Regions from separate parts of the Danio rerio genome. Here region 2 is linked to region 1. Evidence: chromatin contacts called from public HiChIP or PLAC-seq data. All regions are on one chromosome and are shown on one strand. The core of a region is the stretch at or near the end of the contact, and the rest is flanking DNA. Distances in the headings are between cores, read along the strand shown. Region 1 holds the start of acvr1ba (activin A receptor type 1Ba). Region 2 holds the start of sp5l (Sp5 transcription factor-like).

What was found. HiChIP or PLAC-seq counts read pairs in DNA pulled down with a chosen protein or histone mark.
Region 2: an H3K4me3 HiChIP or PLAC-seq map of embryo shows a contact between it and region 1, with 3 times the contacts expected there. The contact joins the promoter of sp5l here to the promoter of acvr1ba in region 1. A contact is called at or near these places in 2 of 18 Hi-C or Micro-C datasets (caudal fin and hematopoietic stem cells) and 2 of 4 datasets of contacts at active chromatin or transcription factors (embryo and gastrula embryo).

The regions. Positions count from the first base shown.
Region 1 is chr23:30,742,776-30,746,729 of GRCz12tu, reverse strand. It overlaps acvr1ba (activin A receptor type 1Ba), which reads left to right and starts at 2,071. Exons shown (of 9, transcript NM_130990.1): 1 at 2,071-2,161. The coding sequence starts at 2,071.
Region 2 is chr23:30,947,993-30,952,251 of GRCz12tu, reverse strand. It overlaps sp5l (Sp5 transcription factor-like), which reads left to right and starts at 2,378. Exons shown (of 2, transcript NM_194371.2): 1 at 2,378-2,755; 2 at 3,557-4,259. The coding sequence starts at 2,702. arhgef25a (Rho guanine nucleotide exchange factor (GEF) 25a) reads right to left here. Exons shown (of 19, transcript XR_012398569.1): 18 at 3,533-4,220.

The DNA.
Region 1 (3,954 bases), core at 822-3,321:
AAAAATATTAAAAACTTAATAATAAATGTGTTAATTAGAAGCTAATTGAAGTCAGAATTATAAACCCCCCATGAATAGGCCCCCTGTTTATTTTTCCCCCCAATTTCTGTTTTTTTAACACATTTCTAAACATAATAGTTTTAATAACTCATTTCTAATTACTAATTTATTTAATCTTTGCCATGATGACATTACAAAATATTTGACAAGATAATTTTCAAGAAACTTGTATACAGCTTAAAGTGACATTTAAAGGCTTGACTAGGTTAATTAGGTTAACTAGGCATGTTAGGGTAATAAGGCAAGTTATTGTATATTGATGGTTTTTTCTGTGGACTATCAGAAAAAATATAGCTTAAAAAGGCTAATAATATTGACCTTAAAATAGTTTTTAATAAATTTAAAACTGCTTTTAATCTAGCCAAGATAAAACAAATAAGACTTTCTCTAGAAGAAAAAATATTATCAGACATACTGTGAAAAATTCCTTGCTCTTTTAAACATCATTTGGAAAATATTTCAAAAAGAAAAAAAATTCAAAGAGGGCCTAATAATTCTGACTTTAACTGTATATGTGTGGTAATTCACAAAGATGGTGTCAGATGGGCAATGTTGAACAATTCTGTCATTAAAAGGTTAGGGAAAAATAACCAGTGGTGGAAAGAGTACTTGTTAATACTCTAGGAAAAGTACCATTACTTACCCAAAAATGTAGTCCAAGTAAAGTAAAAGTATTTGCTGTAAATATTGCTCTAAGTATTTGTAAAAAGTAGCCCTTTTAAAAGTACTCAAGAGTAGTGAGTAGTGATATTACGCTGTGAAAGGTTAAAATATTTACATGCAATTTGTGAGTGTGTGTGAAAACGTAACATTCAGTAGAGCATTTAGTTATTGTTTAAGACTGTTTGGTATTTCAATCATCATCACACAGTAGGCACTTTTCGTCTTCTTATAAGTGACCAGCAGTCTAAACCGTCTCTGGGTCATTGAGTGTAAAGATTTTGGACTTTTTCTCGGACACTTTTAATGCTTCCAAATGGTTTGCTGTATAAAACACCAATGTCTTGAGGTTGCTCAGTATGATGCAATTTACTTTCTATGTGCGATTGGACAGTATTCACAGGACTGATTTTTCTAATCCCCATAGATAAGAAAAAATTAAATAGTTGAAGGAAAGTAGTGGAGAAAAAATACCAATACAGCACTAAAAATGTACTCGAGGGAAAGTAAAAGTACACATTCTTAAAACTACTTAGTAAATTATAATTCCTGAAAAAAAGTCAAAGTAATTTGAGTTTTTGTAATTTGTTACTTTACACCACTGAAAACAACTTTTTGTAATCGTATCGCAGTCTGATTCACCAGAAATACGACAATGTAAAATATTAGTGAATCAGTATGTGAACTATTTATGTGACAAAAATGTTTAGAAGCTAGTATTTTTTCCCCCCATTTTTCAGCCTTCATCTCACATCAATCATTTGTTGAACTGAATTTAATACACACACACACACACACACACACACACACATATATATATATATATATATATATATATATATATATATATATATATATATATATATATATATATATATTATTGCTTATAACAAATATAAGAAACATTATTTTGTATCTGGCAGCATCGACCAATAATGTGGCATCAAAGCCTGGAAAAAAACTGCTTTTATAGGAAAAATAATGTCCTCGATACAACCCTACGTTTCCCCATTGCTTAAGAATCAGTTTTGATTGCCTTAACTCCGTCAACTAAAGCCACAAGCCAAATGTCAGGAACATAAGATATGACACTGCATAAATAAACAACACTCCAGACGAGACCTCAACTACAGACAGGACCATCGGGCCAATTCACAAATGAGTCCTTGTAAAGAGACATTTCACCACAACAAAGGAGCCCAAGCGTGGAGCCCTCCCCTTTAAAGCTGGGCACACCCCTTTAACCCACTATTGTCTAGCCGAGCCTGGCAGACGGTGTATGGTTGGTCGGTTTGTGGTTGTGTTGGAAGTCTCGCTCGCTTGTCAATATCACACACAACGAATGCATTAATGCTAAGAGATGGGAATGTTGCAGTCATGCCTCCTCGACGAACTGCTGTAGCCTTGCTCGCCCTGTGTGGATTACTAGCGGTCGGCGATGGTGAGTCGGGTGCTTGTGATCGTGTGTGGTGTGTGTATTTATTTATTTGCTAGGCTGATGGTGTGTGGAGAGAGAGCGTGGCCAGGCTGTGCTGTGCTGGACGGGGCAAGCAGGCAGCCTGGCGCTCATCATGGCGCTGTGTCTGGGGTTTGTAAACCACTCATCTGTATCCTAAATTATTCCGTATTCATGTAGAATTGGCTTTGGATGTTCTAGTGAGCTTGATCCCTTACTGTTTTTTTATTTGTATAGATAATTTCGAGGTTGCATTTTAGGATTTAACCGCGGAGGAGCGTTTGCTGCCCCCTTGGAAAATATACCCAAATAAATTCACGTTTAAATAATTAATGTACACACTTCCCCCTGTTTACAGACGAGCCTGCTTACATTGCTAGTGAAATGTATGGATTTAAGCTTAACGTTACCTTACGTTTGCAACTAACTTACTATTACATCTCGGTCAAAACTATATTGTTAAGTCCTGACTTGAGTTGTAGCACGTATGGCCAAACCTCCCATATTTCCAGAACTTCACAAAACGTCAATTATTGCTAAACTTTTATTTTTTAACTTGAAACGCCAACCTTACCTGGTAATTTACACGTTTTGACGAGGGTTCATCCTGTTCCGAAGTGAATCCTGTGTAGTTGATTCGAAGCTTTTCAGTTAATCGGTTGAATCGGTTTAGTTCGTAAACAGGAGAGAGTCGTCCTGTGATTCACCTGAATTACGCAAAATGATAGCATTAGGTTGGTGAATTAGTGTAAGACTTATCTATTGTGTTGATTTTTGTTTTTCCTCTTATGTTTTCTTAAATAATTGTTTTTACTTCAAAGCACTTAAGATTCACAAACATTCAAATGGATTCATTTCTGGACTCGGTTCAGCCAAAATCACTTTTAAAATTATGATTTACTGAAAAGAAATCATAACTCACAGGCCAACATAAACTCTTTATTTCAGGTACACATTGGTGCATTTAATACATATCTACATTTACATTTTTAGATCAATATGAGTTGTCAGAATGGGGAATATTGTAAAAGGATTCATAGCTTTTGAACATTAACAATGTTTTATCAAAAGCAAATAATCTTTTTTGTATTTGTAGCTATGTTTTAAAAAATCTGTATATTATGTGCTGGATTCAATATTTAACCATAAAAATGTAAAAGCTAAATTATCAAAGGACTCTGTAAATGGCCTGCATCATTTGTTTGTTTCCCCCTCACTTTATTACTGTCATCGAGATGTGTAATGTTTTTGTTATTGTCATATTTTTGGTTTAGAAAATGTTTAAAAGAAACAATATACAGTAATAAGTCGGTCTTCCCATTGCTAGTTGTGACATGTAGCTTGTCATGAATTCCAGTGATTCATTTAAAATGACTGGCCTTGTTTGTAGTTATGTTAGATTATATCGAAAATGTTGTTGTCAGTACATCATTTGCTGTGGTGTACCTTGTTTACAAAACAGTCCGGCTGTGTTTCTTAACATTAATCAGCATTGTGTATTTCATCTGATTAAAAACAGTCCTCGTTGACCCCCGTTGCCAAGCCATAAGGCCTGTAATGCCATTATTTTAATTGCTTCATTTATTTACAGATTTTACTGGTTCTTGTGTATTCAAGTACATTTGTGTCGTAGACTACGATGGGAAGCTGGTCATTGAGCAAGTTCAGACTCAAGTCAGATTTGGAGTCTGGTCCTTTGTAATGGAAATGTGGGCAATGAGCCCTATTCAGTGGCCTGTCAAGGGAGTCTGCCTTTCTTTTGTATGGCCAAACGGATG
Region 2 (4,259 bases), core at 1,129-3,628, 210 kb before region 1:
ACAAATTCAAGTACTTGAGAAACACACAATGTGTTTGATGCTGCTTTAGTGACAGAGGAATCTTTGCAAACTATAACTCTATTATCATCAAGCATAAAATACCCTAAAATACGCTAAAAAAAGATAAGTTGTAAAGGGAAAAGTGTTTCACTATTGATGTTGATAATATAATTTGAGGACCAAATAAATTTTTATCCCACATGAAAAAAATACTATAGTTATTTATTATAAGTGCTGTATTTTTTACCATACCAAGTATTATATTACTACGTGTAAACACTCGAAAAATGACTTGTTCTGCATGTTCAAATTACCTATTTAATATGAGTTAAACCAACACAAATCCTATGTATTTTTACCTAATTGTTTTATGTTCAATCAACTTAAATGTGTAAAAACCATTAAGTTAACTTAATCCAATTGAGTTAGGGTAACATGAAGGAATTATGTAGAACTCAGTATGTTGCAGTGTATATATCATTTTTATAGCATTTGTTAATGAATAGTAAAATGCATACTGTACTATTAACTGTAGTGTACTGATTAACTGTAATAAATACTGTAGTATACCTTAGTTTTTACTGCAAAAAAAAACTTCATAACTTCACTCAAAAAATATGTTTACTTGTTCAAACTACTTAATTAAAATAAGCTAAAACAACCCAATTCTTGAAATTTTATTGGGACAACTTAATTTTTTTATGTTCAATCCACAAATTTGGTTTAAGTGTTAAGTTAACTTTTTCACTTTGTGTTGGGACAACATGAATGAATTACGTGTGACCCTGCATTTTTTACAGTATTCTTTCTATTCCACAGCAACTACACTGTAAAAAATGCAGGGTTACAAATAATTAATTTATGTTGTCCCAACACAAAACGATTAAGCTAACTTAACACTTTTAACAAATTTATGTGGATTGAACACAAAAACAATTACGTTGTCCAAATGAAATCTCAAGATTTGTGCTGTTTTAGCTTTTTTTTATTGAAATAATAGTTTGAGCAAGTAATAATAGATTTTTTTTTTAATGTACCAACTTGTTACAAAGAGAAACTAATGGGGAAATTACTGTACAGTTTCTAGATTTTTTTTTAAAGACAGCTTTCTATGCTAAATATATAATCTACTCGATCCTTTTGACTGATTAAACGACATATTTATACGTTAAGCACGTTTCCTACGTGTCATTTTAATTCTCCATCACTGTGGTATGTTTTAGCAGACTAAAGCGATGCATCTGCTGGGACAAAGGTCGATTGTTATGCGACTAGAGGTGCGAGGCAACACAAAGCAGTGAGGATTTTCTATGTATTAAGATGTTAAATGGCTTTCCGACTTCAATGTAAATTCTCTAAGAGAAAGGCTCAAAGTGTTAGATGAACTTTGGATGCTCTGCATTTAATCCCTTTAAACGTGATGACGCCCTTAACTTGAACCCGGAGTGTGAAAATATCACGCAGGGCTCTTTATTTATAAAATCACTTAAGAGTGCGAACTACTGAATGTGCATGGAGGTACATATCGCGTTTATTAATGAGAAAAGAAGAATAGCTTAATTCGATCGTTTTCAAATGTCGTTTAGCGTCATCATTAATATGACATCTTTTAGAACGACCAGCTTACAACTAATAACAGCTAAAGAGGCAGGTTCACAGATGCTCATATGGATCAAATACAGGCCTAGTGAAAGCAAAATCCATAACGCACTTTACAAAATAGCTTAGTATCACTTTAAACCCAACATGAGGCCTAACAATACCAACAATGTATTTGCCTATAGTGAATCTTGAATGCCACATTCATGTTACAGACCTATTTTCATTATCATTTGAAGTGCACGACTGCATCAAACTACAATAAAATAAACTAATCTTAAATTTAAAAGTAAAGATTTTGGAGATTCATTGCACCTAATCTATTGAAAAGTATTTATTTTAGTGTAAAAGAAAGTGTGGCTTAAATAAAACGGTGTTAGTTTGAATAAAAATGTTATAAATACTGATTATAACAAGCTCGTCCGTTTGTTTAGTTTTTAATTTGTCACTAAAGAACGAGTCGTTAAACTTGTAAATATCAGATACATGTAAACAAACTCTGTCATATTAAGACTCTTCTCACCTAGAAGCGCTAAAGGGAAGGGGTTCTCACAGGTTAACATTTGGCAAAATTAAATTAGAATGAAACGAAGGTTATAATACACACCCCTCTTCCTAATCTCCCAAAGATTGCCCTCCCCAAATATTCCCCCACCGTATCTCTCCTCCATTCACTGGCCCTCCTGATACATACTTAAGAGACCCCGTCGAGAGGATCTTTTCCCTATAAAGAGAAGATGCAATCCGACCGCCTTTGAAATGATCCTCAGGACTTATTGCGACAGGCCCTTCAGTCGCACTTCAAAAGGAAGAGACCTGGTTTGAAAGACGCTGCTTTTGAAAACGAGACCCAGAAAAACAGGAGCAACAGCGCGGAGTGGCCAACAACTCTCACAGGCGAGAAAGGACAGGATTTGGAAGAGAGAATCCAAGGATTATTGATTTTTCAGCGATATATCTGAACGCACGCACCTGGCTGTGTAAGGGGGTCAACAGGATCTTTGCGCGCCTCCTCGTTCCCGCACACTGAGACTTTGGCACGGTTACGCACCGCGCGCCGCGCTTCACGCAGGTGTGGATATCTTGAAACAACCGTGAACACATGGCTGCATTAACCTTATCCAGAGCGGACAATTTCCTCCACAATTTCTTACAGGTACTGCAAACTTTTCTCATCAGTTTGTTAATCGTGCATTTTCTGCTTCAGTTATATAAAAGCAATTTGGCACAATCGCATCAACAACTTAGAATTACATTTTTGCTTTGTAACTTTTATTTTTTTGATCTATCTATCTATCTATCTATCTATCTATCTATCTATCTATCTATCTATCTATCTATCTATCTATCTATCTATCTATCTATCTATCTATCTATCTATCTATCTATCTATCTAGTCACAAGTTATCATTTGTTCAAGATTGAAATAACATTTGTTATTTAAAAAAAAAGATTTTTGAGAACAATTTTAGAACAGTGATTAAAATTATCTTAAAAGCTACTTTGGTGTCATCTTATCTTATTGTTTACCTTATTTGAAAAATTTTAACTTAAACTACTATTATACTCTAAATATACTGATTAACATAATACATAACATTTAAATTAGGTGAATTTCAAACTTGTTTTTAGTTTTTATCATTGTAAAACAATTCCAAAATAATAGTAAGATAATAAACTTAATTTACTAAATAAATTGATAAAATAGATGTAAGCTGCCTTGTTTTCAGTTTTGATTTTGTAATTATACCATTTTTTTTTACATTTCAAAAAATAATTTAACATAAAAAATAAAAATAAAATGGAAATTAAACTTAAGATTATTAACAATTAATATTAAATAAGAAAGAAATTAAATATATTTTACTTTTTGCATCTCCAACTCAAAATATTAAATGTGAAAAATATGAAGAAAAAAGCATGACTTATTTACAAATATTTGTTTTCTTCCCCCTAGGACCGCACTCCCAGCTCATCTCCAGAAAGTGGTCCAAACACCCTCTCCTTTCTGGCCACCACATGCAGTCAGGCTTGGCAGGAAGGCTCGCAGCTCCCTTACGAGGGTCCGGTGGGCTCCGCATCCAGCATGTTCCAGCTCTGGAGCAACGACGTGGCCCCGAACTCCAGCTTAAGCGCTCACCAGATGACCTTCACCGTGCCCAAAATGCAGTTTCCCAGCCACATGCAACCCACTCTGGGCTCGCACTCCCATCACCACCATCACCACCATCATCACCACCACGAGCTTCCCCTCACTCCTCCAGCGGAGCCTCCGTCTGCATATTCATTCGAGCTTTCCCCGGTTAAAATGCAAGGGAATGCGCCATACTACACGCAGCACAACGCCGTCAGTCAAAACTTTCCAAGCTTCCTCCAAAACCCCTCAGGAAGAGCTCACCTGCCTGGAGGTCACGTTGAGGATGGCCAGCAGTGGTGGAGTCTCCCCCAGGGTAACAGCGCTCCCTCCGGGCACCCTTTCTCCTTGGGACGGCAGCTGGTTTTGGGCCATCAGCCTCAAATTGCAGCACTTCTGCAGGGAACCTCCAAAGGTCTGTTGAGCTCTACTCGTCGCTGTCGCCGATGCAAATGCCCAAACTGCCAGTCCACAGGAAACGGAGGTGCTGCATTGGAGTTTGGAAAGAAAAGACTACACATTTGTC